Linked DNA regions of Rattus norvegicus: region 2 is linked to region 1. Evidence: chromatin contacts called from public Hi-C data. All regions are on one chromosome and are shown on one strand. Each heading gives the region's core, a stretch centred on a gene start, on an enhancer-like site or on the middle of the called end of the contact. The rest is flanking DNA. Distances are from core to core; before and after follow the strand shown. Region 1 holds the start of Nags (N-acetylglutamate synthase). Region 2 holds the start of Slc25a39 (solute carrier family 25, member 39).

What was found. Hi-C and Micro-C count contacts between places; a contact is called where the count stands out from the background.
Region 2: a Hi-C map of liver shows a contact between it and region 1, with 3 times the contacts expected there. The contact joins the promoter of Slc25a39 here to the promoter of Nags in region 1. A contact is called at or near these places in 3 of 12 Hi-C or Micro-C datasets (liver and mammary epithelial cells).

What each region holds. Positions count from the first base shown.
Region 1 is chr10:87,595,327-87,601,908 of GRCr8, forward strand. It overlaps Nags (N-acetylglutamate synthase), which reads left to right and starts at 3,190. Exons shown (of 7, transcript NM_001107053.1): 1 at 3,190-3,668; 2 at 4,178-4,452; 3 at 4,547-4,760; 4 at 5,028-5,208; 5 at 5,505-5,676; 6 at 5,784-5,966. The coding sequence starts at 3,264. It overlaps LOC134480880 (a long non-coding RNA gene), which reads right to left and starts at 4,714. Exons shown (of 2, transcript XR_010055815.1): 1 at 4,578-4,714; 2 at 527-3,765.
Region 2 is chr10:87,863,680-87,870,261 of GRCr8, forward strand. Slc25a39 (solute carrier family 25, member 39) reads right to left here and starts at 3,294. Exons shown (of 12, transcript NM_001024792.1): 1 at 3,202-3,294; 2 at 2,365-2,464; 3 at 2,185-2,244; 4 at 2,018-2,062; 5 at 1,668-1,801; 6 at 973-1,040; 7 at 729-853; 8 at 253-426. The coding sequence starts at 2,449.

The sequences.
Region 1 (6,582 bases), core at 1,940-4,439:
CACCCTCTTGGTGTTAATCATTCACTAGGGTATACCTGGGTCCCATTGGCTGCCCGGGGCCACAGCCCTCCAGGTGGGAGCCCAGCCAGTATCTGTCAGGGGCACTGGGGTTAATGCTGAGGACACTTCCTGAATTGAATCGGTGGAATCCCCTAGTCGGAGGAGGGAGGCAGCAGCCTTGTCCCCAGGGAACTCCGGTCTGGAAGGGACCGAGATCAGGAGGAGGAAGAGATGTTTGGAAAGGAGAGACCTGGAGGGGAGAAAGGGCGAATAAACACTCAGATGCAGAAAGTCAATAGGGAGGGGAAGCTCATTGAAGGTTGGGGACCCTCAAGTCAGGGAGGAGTTTTAGGATGAGAGTTACAGCTCAAGGGATAGGCCCACCTCCTTTGGGGACTTCAAGAAGTATATGTGGTGGCAGGAGCCAGGCTGGCAGGGGCACAGTGGTCTGGTGGTACAGGGAGAAGAGAAAAATGGCTCTGGAGGGTCCACATCATGAATTCATGAATGTGTGCATTCATGCCTTTGTGTGTGTGTGTGTGTGTGTGTGTGTGTGTGTGTGTGTGTGTGTGTGTGTACGTGCCCATGCCACACACAGCCACTTCCCAGCCTTACAGCACCGCCTGTCTAGTTTTCTAAGTTGGAGAAACACCAACGAGGAAGACCCAAAGGTCAAGCTCTCCTCCCACTCGAGACTCCTGGGCCAGTATGTGTGGGTGTGTTGAAGGGACAGTTTCCAGGAAAGGGTCAGCACACTTACCCAACAGCCTCCGGAATTTTTTTTTTCATGGGTAGAACCCAGAATCTCTCACATACACCACAAAAATGCACCCCCAAGTCCAGCATGCTGGAAATAGTCCAGAATACTCAGTTGGCCATTGGGCCTCTTTTAGGTGGAACCTTGGGAAGCCTGGCCTGGGGTGGGGTGGGGGAGTGTGGTGACACATGCCTGTACTCCCAGAACTCAAGATGCCGAGGCGAGTTCCAAGCCAACCAGCCTGGTATTCAAGAGCGAAATACCTTTTCAAAACAGGCACTCGAATGTCAAGACAATGAAAACATTAGGGATGATATGATGGCCAGTGTCTGAGCTGTGTGACCTTGACTAAGTCACCTTCCCTTTACAACGAGAGAGCCCCGTTTTCTCCTCCATAACAACAGGGGACTAGACTGGATGGAGTGTACCCAGGGCATGACAGGATTAACTGGAAGCATACGGGGGAACTTTCACAGGCACACTGCTGGCCTGCGTGTCCCTGCTGATGAACTAAGGATCCTTGGCTCTTAACTAGTTCTGGGTCCCAAGGTCCCCTGGTCTGTAAATGGGGTGATATAACACCTCCCCTGGGGTCATCCTGAGGATGACGGAAAGGGGTTTCACAATGTGCGCAGGACATTCTGCCTAGGAAGATGTCACCTGGTGCTAAAGGACTGTTAGCACCGGTCACAAACTAACTTTCCAAGTTTTCAAGCCAGCAGACCATGGTCCTCCAGGAATGCAATAGGTTTGTTTTGTTCTTGTCTTATTCTTTTTTTTTAAAGATTTATTTATTTATTATATATAAGTACGCTGTCGCTGTCTTCAGATACACCAGAAGAAGGCATCGGATCCCATTACAGATGGCTGTGAGCCACCATGTGGTTGCTGGGATTTGAACTCAGGACCTCTGGAAGAGCAGTCAGTGCTCTTAACCGCTGAGCCATCTCTCCAGCTCCTGTCTTATTCTTACTCATTTTTTTTTTCTGTCTCTGGCAAGTAACAGAAGCCTTCAAGTCACAAGCCTCGTAGGGATAGATTGTAGCTTTAAACAGCCTAGAGCGTTAATAAGGACAGAGGAGTATTTGAGGCTGTGACAGTGTTCCTCAGGGTGGCTTCAGCGGCTGCGGTTGACAAACCCTGGTAAACCTGAATTCAGACAAGATTTTCTTTTTTGAAAAACAGGGTTTAGGGGGTTGGGGATTTAGCTCAATGGTAGAGCGCTTGCCTAGCAAGTGCAAGGCCCTGGGTTCGGTCCCCAGCTCCGGGAAAAAACAAAAAACAAACAAACAAAACAACAACAACAAAAAACAAACAAACAGGGTTTAGGCTGGGAGGTAGTGGCATAGGCCTTCAATCCCAGCACTTGGAGGCAAAGGCAGGCAGGTCTCTGAGTCGGTGGCCAGCCTGGTCTACAGAGTGAGTTCCAGGACAGCCAGGGTTGCACAGAGAAACCCTGTTCCTTAAAAGAAAAATAAATGAATAAATAAACAAAAGCAGGGTTTCCTTAGCCTAGGCTAGCCTTGAATTGCTTATAAAGGCAAGGGTGACCTTGATTCTGATCCTCCCGAATCCTCTTCAAGAACGTGGGGTTACAAGTATGTGGCTATCACGCCTGGTTCATTTTGTTTTGTTTTGTGTTTTTGTTTATTTTAGGTCTGTTGTTGCTGTGTTTCGGGGTTTTTTGAGCAGGATCGTGTCTCTCTATAACATGTAGACCCCCTAGCTGTCCTGGAACTCTCAATGTAGACCAGACTGGCCCTGAACTCGTGAATACTGCCTCTGCCTTAGGAGTACCAGGTTTTTTTTTTTTTTTTTTTTTTTTTTGTTTTTTTTTTTTTTTTCGGAGCTGGGGACCGAACCCAGGGCCTTGCGCTTCCTAGGCAAGCGCTCTACCACTGAGCTAAATCCCCAGCCCCAGGAGTACCAGGTTTTATATTTTGAGGCAAGCCCCTCTCCAGCCCCACCGCTATGTAGCCTATGTTCTCCTGGAACTCCCGGCAATCCTCCTGCCCCAACCTCCCAGGAGCTGAGAGTACAAGTATGTCACACCAGGTCCTGCTTGACAACAGGACTTCGTTTGCATCCATATGCTGCAGTGAGGACCACACCCCGTGTTCAACCTTCCCGGACTCTTTCCAACTCAAGTCACTTGCATGACCCTGGCAAATTCGCACAAACATCTGGGATGTCTGAGCGCTTTCTAGAACCAGCATTTTGGTAGCAGATTAAAGAGCTCCACCACTCTAAATCTGACCTTCGTGACCCTCGCTAATGGCTCCAGTACCCCCACACACAAGGGACAGAGAAGTCTAGAGGCGCCACCCTCTGGTCTATGACTTGCCACACCCCAAACGCACCCAGAAGCCACTCCGGGCCTCCTATCCCGCCCCGCCCCGAGTCTGATCCAGCCCAGCTCAACGGCAAGTTAAGAACCCCTAGTGTTGTGCGCTCCAGACCGACCGTCACCTGTGGGTGGGGGAGACCAGTGGGTTTAGTTGTCGTCATGGCGACGGCGTGGGTGGCCACAGCCCTGCGATCTGCTGCGGCGGCCAGAAGGCTGCGCAGCCCGGGTGGACCTGGGGGCTCACGGAGACTGAGTGGCAGCGCGAGGCGGCGCGGGGCGAGGAGCGCCAGCCCGGGACGCCGGCTCAGCACTGCCAGGGCTCACGTAGAGGACAACGAGGGCACTAAGGGTCGTGTCCAGTCTCCTGCCGTCGAGGAGCCGCCGTGGACACCTCTTCCAACCCCCCTCGAATCTCCTGCGCCTCCTGCCGGCAAATCACTGGTGCAGCGGGACATCCAGGCCTTCCTGAATCAGTGTGGTGCCAGCCCGGGGGAGGCACGGCACTGGCTCACACAATTCCAGACCTGCTATCATTCGGTGGACAAGCCCTTCGCCGTCGTGGAGGTAAGTCTATCCGGGTGTCGTCGTGTCACTGCAAGGAGACGGTAGCTGCTCAATAACACGTCGTAGGTCTCTGCACGTTCGTAGGGTGCCTGCGAACCTGGAGCGCAGGGGTGCTGCGTTAGTGCTGGGGATGGATGGAGGAAGCCTTGAGGCTACGAAAAGCGCGCCTGGCGCTAACGAGAAAGCTGGGAAGCTCAGTACTGCAGAAGTGATGTCTGAGAAAGGCCTCTCACCGTGAACGCAGTTAGGGGTTCAGTCGGCTGAACTGTCGCACTACCCCTCCCCCCAAGGTGTCCCAGAGTCCAAGGCCGCTGGGAGGAGCCGAGGGAGGAACATTAGTGCTAGATAAGGGGGTGGCTAAGACCCAACGGGCAAAGGGCGGAGCAGTTGGCCAAAAGTGGGGCCCAATGGCCCCTGAGTAAAAGGTGGTCACTGAGAGTCCTAAGGCCCGAGTAGGAACATGCGGCTTAGAGCCAGTGTCGTGACCCAGAACGTCCACTCTTGTACAGGTAGATGAGGAGGTGTTCGGGTGCCCGCAGGCGGTATCCCGCCTGGCTTTCGCCCTAGCCTTTCTGCAACGCATGGACATGAAGCCGCTGGTGGTCCTGGGGCTGCCGGCCCCGACGGCCCCTTCCGGCTGTCTCTCCTTCTGGGAAGCTAAGGCACAGCTTGCTCAGAGCTGCAAGGTGCTGGTGAATGAACTACGGCACAACGCGGCTACTGCTGTGCCCTTTTTTGGCGGCGGATCAGTGCTGAGTGCTGCGGAACCAGCTCCCCATGCCAGGTTAGTGTCAGCCCAGCCCACCCTGGCATCCTCAGAGCAGACCACTATGCTGGCCCTGCCCTGGGCCCACTCGAGCACCACATCTGGCCCACAGCTACGGTGGCATCGTCGCGGTGGAGACAGACCTGTTGCAGTGGTGCCTGGAGTCCAACAGCATTCCAATCCTGTGTCCCATTGGGGAAACGGCTGCGCGCCGTTCGGTGCTTCTAGACTCGCTGGAGGTGACTGCGTCTCTGGCCAAGGCTCTGCAGCCCACCAAAATCATCTTCCTCAATAATTCAGGCGGCCTGCGGGATACCAGTCAGAAGGTGTGCCCCTCTCCTGTGTCGCCTTATGACACTAGGCAAGACCGAGTCCCCCTGCCCTGTGTCCCCCTGCATGACTCCACAGCAGGCTACAGTTACTCTCAAGCCAATAGAGTAGGAAGAGCTAACAGAAGATCATAGAGGGGGGTTGTTCCTCGGCGCCCAGCAGAGGAGATAGAAGTTAAGTGGTCACAGAGAGGTCCATAGGACTGGGCCCAGTTCCGTATGGGTGTGTATCTGCTGGAGGCTCATCTTCTTCCTGGGACTTAGATCCTGAGCAATGTGAACCTGCCCGCCGACCTTGACCTTGTTACCAACGCTGAGTGGCTGAGCACCAAAGAGCGGCAGCAGATTCGGCTCATCGTGGACGTGCTCAGCCGCCTGCCGCACTACTCCTCCGCAGTCATCACAGCCGCTAGCACGCTGCTCACCGAACTCTTCAGTAACAAGGGTGAGATCTGTGAGAAGGTGGGCTGGGCTGAGTCCCAAGGGTGAGCGACGGCAAGACTTGGCTGAGGGCCAGCAGGAGTGCCCCGCCCACCCCACTCCCGCCCCCACCTCGGCTGAAAGCTGTAGAGAGAGGCCCCACCAATGGCTTCCCGATGCTGTCGATACCTGAGGCAGGCAAGAGAACTCAGACAGCGGGGACTCGAGTAAGGAACTTGAGAACTAGGGAGATGGCAGAAAGCACACCTAGCGGTGGACCTGACTCTGGCCCAATCTAAGCGTTCTCTCTAATCTCCCCAGGCTGTGGCACCCTGTTTAAAAATGCTGAGCGGATGCTGCGTGTGCGCAGCCTGGACAGCCTGGACCAGGGCCGCCTAGTGAACCTAGTCAACGCTAGCTTCGGCAAGAAACTCCGAGAAGACTATCTGGAGTCACTGCGCCCACGGTTACACTCGATCTATGTCTCTGAGGGGTGAGCCTCCGGGGCCCCAGAGGGTCCTGAGCGGACCGTAGAGGTTGGGGGGCGGGCAACTTTAGGCCAAGGAGAGGTTTTAATCTGCCTCTCTCCCGCTGCGTCAGGTACAACGCGGCAGCCATTCTGACAGTGGAGCCTGTACTAGGGGGCACCCCGTATCTGGACAAATTTGTAGTGAGCTCCAGCCGCCAGGGCCAAGGTTCCGGACAGATGCTGTGGGAATGCCTTCGGAGGGACCTGCAAACGTTGTTCTGGCGCTCACGGGTCACCAACCCCATCAATCCTTGGTAAGCCCAGCCAGCCGTGCCCCGGGCTTCACCAACAGCATAGCTGGGCATTCCCTCCTTTTACTATCAGAGAAAAGTCTCTCTGGGGCTGTGGTGACACACACCTTTAACCCAGTGCTTGAGAGGCGGAGCCAGGTGGATCTCTGTGAGTTCAAGGCCTGCCTGGTCTACAAAGCTAATCGTGGACCACCAGGGCTACAACCCCTGTCAAAACAAACAAACAAACAAACAAACAAACACCCCTCTAGAGTCAAGGTCACCTAGTGACATTCTTCTATCCCAGATTTTTGTTTTCTCTGAAGCAAGTGGCATCCAATTAGGATTCTGATAAGCCTCAACCCAAGCTCTTTCTTCTCAGGCTTGGGTGGCAAGCTCCTAGCTCTAGGGCTGTGTCTCTAGGGAACACCCAGCCCTTTCATTCAGCAGCCCCCACTCACTGGAAAGGGACAAAGGAGCAGCCCCTCTGCTCCAGGCAGAGGGAAGTTATGGGGTGGGGGTAAGCAGGGATGTCCCTGATCTCACCTTCCTCGCTGTGAGATCCTGGCAAATTCCCTAACTGAACCTGGACTGCTGTTTTGGGGAAATGACAATATAGGCTTCACGAGCCACTCCAGCT
Region 2 (6,582 bases), core at 2,044-4,543, 270 kb after region 1:
GCTCCAGACTTCTCATCTCCCACCCACAGCTACACCATCCCAAGTGCAGGCTTGCCTGCTCTGAATCAGGCCCTCAGGACTTAGTTCAGGAAAACCTAGGCAAAACCCTAGCTTCCTGCTAGATCCGTCCTTATATAATGAGGGACCCAAGGCTCAGGGAAGTGATGACTTCACAGCCATTTTAGTAACAGAGGGACTTGGTTAAACATTACCAAGAGCTCTTTAACCCAGGCCCTGACCCTGAGTGCCTACCTGAGAAGGGTACATCTCGAAGAGCTGTGGGACCCCAGCCCAGCCACAGTGAGCGCCAGCCACCCTGAGCCACTGCAGCTTGAACACAGGCAGCCAGTTCGCGGTATGACACATGCTGTGCCTGCAGCTTGGTCCGCACAAGCTCCAAGGGGCTGACCACTGTCACAGTGCCCACTAGGGAGGAGAGGGTTGGTAAGACAGTGTAAAGAGGTCAGGCCACAGATGCCAGGCATTAAAACCCAGCTCTTGCCCCACGGTCTGAGGATTTTTTTTTTTTCTTTTTTCTTTTTTCTTTTTTCCGGAGCTGGGGACCGAACCCAGAGCCTTGCACTTTCTAGGCAAGCACTCTACCACTGAGCTAAATCCCCAACCCTGGTCTGAGGGTTTAATATACTCCCCCACCCCCCAGGCTAGCAGAGTCTGGGACTGGGACCCAGGAGGGACAGAGGAAGGTCAAGGGCCAGAGCTGTGCTCACTTCGGGCGAGGGCACCAGCCACCATTGGTGCGTAGAGGTCAGAGGTCAAGGACTGACCACATAGGAAGGCCTTGAGTTGGTCATAAGCAGTGAAGTAGATGGCAGTGGCTGGTACAGTCATCACCCTGGGAGAATGAAGAGGCCAGGAAAATCACTTAAAGGCTCCCAAACCTTTCAAGCACCCCATTCCCCACCCTGCCAGCGGAGTCAAGGGAAGGCAACGCCCCATGACTAGGGTACTCACAGGGTGGCTGGGAGGCCGCTCCACAGGGTCCTGGTGCCCTCATGCCTCACAATCTTCACAAAGGCATCCTGACCAAGCCAGCAGCAGCCCAGGGGAAAGAAGACAGACATGAACAAGTCTGCAATGGACTAGGCTCAGCTTTTGCCCATAGTTCTGAGTCCTGAGAAGAGCCAGTTAGCTCTACACACATGGCCCCCCATTTGGTTCTAGGTGGACTCCTAGTCACACCCTAAACCTTGAGGAGGTAGCTGGACGGTGGTGCTGCACATCTTTAGTCCCAGCACTCGAGAGGAGAAGGCAGTTGGATCTCTGGGAGTTTGAGGCCAGTGTGGTCTATTATATAGAGGAACCCTGTCTCCTGCCACCTCTGGCTGCCACCACCACCACCCACACACACATACACACAAACAAAACCCAAAACCACAAAAAGCAAAAAAAAAAAAAAAAAATCAAACCTTAGGGAGGGCTAGGGTGCAATTCAGCAGTAAAACACCCCTAATATGCACTCAGGTATTATGTCCTGGTTTTGGTTCTCAACATCAGGACCAAAAAGCATTCTGAAGGAATGGCCTCCCAGGCAAGCCCTTCCTACACTGAATAGCCACCCCATTGGCTTTACACTGCCCACACCTACAGCCTAGCCAAATCGAGTCCCTCAGGGAAACACGGATGTGTGTCCTTGGTACAGAGCTTACCAAGGTGCCAGTGAACCGTGTAGGATCCTGAAACCAGGTGGCGCAGCGAGTACCATTTGGGCACAGGTACAGGGGCTCCAGGACACCATTGCAGTACAGGAGGCACTTCCCTGGGGACTGTAGAGTGGAGGGTGCTGGAAAGAGAACAGACATTAGGAGGAGAGGGCCTGGAGCCTTGCAGGGTGACAGGGCTGGGCCGCTATGCAGATATTCCTGTGTGGGACAGAAGGCTGGCTCATGTCATCTCAAAGTATGCACTAGTCCATGATCGTGGGGACCCCAGGTATTCTAGGGACACTCAACACTTCTTCCTTGGGCCCTCCCAGGGACCTGGGGCTCAGGGAACTCACATTTGGTGTAGGAAAGACTCCAGAATCTGGAGGGAGTTGTCAATTCTGAAACACAAGTCAGCCCTGGTGGTCAGGAATGCTGCCTCCCCCACTGGAACCCCATTTCTGGGAAATCATTATTTTGTCAGGCAGCTCCCCTCGGTCTGGTTCTAAGTTCTGGTACTTACCGCTGGCTACCGTGGGTCTCTGAGACTGAAGGCGGACCTTCACCACATCCAGGGGTGTCACTGGGGAAGGAGGTAAGTTTGAAGGTTCCTTCACCCTCTTCTTCATTAAAACCAAACTGCCTCCAACCTCAGCCCACATTAATTCCCAGCTACCCACACCCCAATCTCCCCAGGTCTTACTGAAGAGGGAGGTGACCACAGCCCCAGCTCCTGAGGCCACCATCTGCTGAAGGGGGCTAATGCCCCCAGGATCCTGATCATCCATCTTTGAGTTTCAATTCTGAAAACACACACCACAGTTAAATGGAGCTTAAGCCCATGACAAGAAAGGCTTGGGAATGGGGGAGCAAGCATGAAGTAAAATGCTCTGGGACTTCAACAACGGCACACTCATCCAGAGTTTGCCTCTATAATCTTTGAAATCTAGAAACGTGCTCACTTTGCCGAGGGGGAAACTAAGGCTCAAGGGTTGCTATGACCTTCGTGGTTACGTCATTCGTTTAGAAAGAAGCTAGAATAGCCGTTGGCCAATGGTAGTGATGGCCATTTCCTCAGCCACATGGTTATTATGCTCCTCCGGATCTCAGAGGCCAAAAGATCAAAACGCCTGAGCCCTTCCACCCAACATCTGGGCGGGCACATGAACGCCCTGGGCGAGGAGAGGTCGAGTCCGGCATCGAGAGAAACTTGTAAACAAATCTGCTGACAGAGAGGCAGGTCCATCTTCCTTCCCAAGATTGCTGGCCCTCCCCCCACACCGCCAGCCCGTGGCCAGACGGGACAGGCCGTAAGGCCTGAATGAGAGGACATTCTCTCTCTGCCTCCTCTCTCTCTTAAATACAAGCCGTGGAGACGGAAGCAGAGACCCGGTAACAAACCCTTTCACCGAGACTCGGCTGCACTCCATGCCCAGGCCCAGCAAAAAGGTTCACGGCGAGGCCCACCCCTTCCCATAGCCTCGATTCGCCTCCCAGCCGGGGACCCTCAGAGAACCCGCTTCATTCCTGGCCCGCCCACCTGGCTCTGAGCCGGTCCTTGCGCCGCGCCACGCCAGGGGCCTGGCGGGCCCATAGCGGCTCCGCGGCCGGTGCAGGGTCCGCGCGTGCCCGCTTCGCACAGCGGCCGCCTGGGAGAGCGGTGGGGCCGACTCCGCCCCCAGCAAGCTAAGCCCCGCCCCGTGGCCGACCGGCCGCGCGCACGGAGTGCAACGAGGTCCGCCCACTCGCGGCCCTCCCCCTCCCACTGGAGTCCCGCCCTTACGCCGCGGCCCCGTGGGCGGGTCCCCGCGGCCCCGCGCTCCTTGCGGCTCTCAGGTCAAGGTCGCCGCCTGGACGGCGCTTGCACCTGGCCACAGTAGCTCTCCTCTGCCCGCGCCCCGGAGGAGCGCTGCCCGGAGAGTCCAGACTTGCGATCGCTGGAACTTTCCAGACCGCGTGGGTATTGCTGCTCCGCGTCCTATAGAAGGCAGCTGCCGCGAGGGTCGGTTCTTCAAGGTCATCAGAGTGTCGGACAGCAATGGCAAACTTCTGCCCACTTAGCTCCGTGGCGGGAGTTTACAATTTATAGCGAGCGTGTTGGCAGGAATTACCATCCTCTTCATTTACGGATGATGAAACGGGGTTGCAACCCTGGAAGGCTTTAGGAACTGCAGGGCAACCCTGTTAGCCGACCTGTAACCTGGGCCAGGCATGGTGGGGCCCTGGGCCAATCAATTTACAGGACTTCTTTGGGCTGAGGACTCCGGGGACACGCAGAGCGTAGAGCAGGGAAGAAAACCCGTGTTTCGCGACAGATCTTAAAGAGTGTTAACACTTTCAAAACTTAAGAGTTGTCTTTTCTTTTCTTTTCTTTTCTTTTTTTTTTTTTTTGAGACAATCTATGTATCTTGACTGGCACAGAGCCTCCAATGTAGGCCAGGATGGCCTCTACCAAAACTTTTCCTAGGTTATTACTGACGAAGGTGCCCCCATTTTACAGAAAATGGAGAGGACTCAAGTTAAAACTTTTGTCACTGCCTTCTCAGATTATGAGTGGGCTTGCACGCAGAGCTGTTTCCGCACCAGCTCAGTACCCAGTACCCCACCACCCGCCTCGCCTTTAAGACTTCCACACTAGCGCGAATTTTAGTCTAACAGGAACCGGAGCACGAGGTGGGAGCCTGCACCTTTAAGAAGAATGGGCCGCGGCTTTGACGTCACTACCTTCTCCGCCCCCCCAGGCCCGGACTGGTTGCGAACGGTGCTGGAGCCGCCCAGCCAGCCCGGCCAGCACGTGGATTCCAAGGGGCCAACCATAATTTTTCCCGGAGAAAACCCTTACGGCATTTCCAGAGCTCAGAACCTCCAGTTTTAGGGGCGGAGTGAGCGCAAACGGATAGTTAGGAAAGCAGCCAATGATCTAGAGGCCTCGGCGATCGGCTGGCCCGGAGGCTGAGGCGGGAGGAGAGTCACGAGTTAAGTGTCGCCTGGGCTACACAGTAGACACTGCCTTGCCCTTCCCATTCTCCTTTCACCCTAAACCTGGCTTAAAAGCAACACAAAAGTCGTTTCATAAACCAGCGGTTAAGCGCCTGCTAAGGTCCTTTCAACCTCAAAGTTAATGGTTTACCAAGTTTCAGAACAGAAAGCTTGCTTTTCTTTTCTGTAGAGGAGAAAACTGAAGGCCCTGTGTGTAATCCCCTACCCTCCCTCCCTCTCTTGTTTATGATTTGGGGTTTGGTTTTGTTTTCTGTTTGTTTTGAAACAGCGCCTCATATAGCACAGGCTAACCCCAAACTCCATGTTTAGGCAAGGATTACCCTGAACTCCTAGATGCTGAGATTACAGGCATGAAAGACCATAGGCCAGCGGTAATTAATTCTTTCCCTACCCCTTGCCCCAAGTTCCAGTTTACAGATGAGAAAAGAGTCCCCTGAAGTAACTCAAAAGAACCTACCTGCTCTCAATGAGGTTACTGTGCCAGGGGGTGGGGCATGTGGCCATCATTCGGATGAAAAGATCCAAACAATCACTTCGCACTGACATGAGACTGCGAATGATAGCAGCAGATGGAGATGGACTAGTATCAAGGCCTGCCTGGCTAGGAACTGGAACAAGGCAAGCCCTGGGGCAGGCAGGATTGTGAAGCCTCCAGTTTGCACCCCCAAAGCCTGTGAAAACATTTATAGGTGGAGGCAGAACTTCAGTCCGATGTTGAGATCCAAGCAACACCTCTCTGTCCAAGGCCAACACTGTCACCATCTGGTGGAACCTTCCAGAGGCAAACTTCTGTCCAACCAAGTTCTTCCCCACCCTCCCAAGAGAAGTCCAAATTTCAGGCCCAGGAAGGACTGAATGTGAATTCTGACCAGTGGAACGAGGGAAGGAAGGGTGGCAGAGCCACAGCAAAATGGAGAAAAGTGGGCCGGGATCACCACGATGCTCTGTAACGTGGAGAACAGAGGCCACAATCACTTATTTTTGTTGTGTTTTGAGACAGGTTCTCACTATGTAGCTGTCCTGGGGTTCACTAAATGAGCCAGGCTGACCTTGAACTCACAGAGATCCACCCACATCATCTGTCTCCCAAGTGCTGGGATTGATCTTAAGCAACACATGCTGGGTTGCTTAGGAGCAAATGAAATCTAAATAAGTCTCAAATTGGGGACGGGGGTGGGGGGCTGGGGAGAGCAAGCATACCAGAGCCAGTGCAATGGTTGTGGTGAATCCAGGTAACTCTGGTATATTGGGGCTCACGGTCTCATTCTTAAAAAGCTGGTAAGCAACAGGAACCCTTCCTAAATGCAGTATCTTATTTTTAGAATCAGAGCTAGCATAAAGTTGCTTTTGTTTATTTTATCCTCCTTTATTTTGAGAGAGGGGAGGGGATATCAATAGATAGACTAGGCTATCCTAACGGTCACTTTGCCAACCAGGCTGGCCTTGAACTCTCAGAGGTCCATCTGCCTCTGCCTCCTGAATGCTGGAACCAAAGGCATCCTCTACCATGTCCAGCCCCAAAGGATGGCTTTGTTTTGAAATGTAAGGCACATGGTTCACCTAAGACTGTATCTCAGTGTCACACCATGCACTTAGCACTCACGAGGCCCCACAATCCACAGCTCTGCCAACCAAACAATATAATTATCCAGCTTAGCCCCACTGGCAAAAGGCCTCCCTTCCTGGCTTTTTCCTCTCCCACTTGGTGACCCAAGTAAGTATGGTGTGTGTGGTTGACTCCCCAGTGCTTCATTTGAGAGACCCTGCCTTGAATGTGGCCTGCAGAAGTAGATACCCCCATGGGGCCCTGAAGACGACCTTCCAGAACCCGCCTCTGCCTCCAGAGCACTGACTGCTAGAGGGTGGATTTCTAAGTGTCTTGTGCCAGGCAGTTTAGGGACGTAGAACTATCAGCACTCTA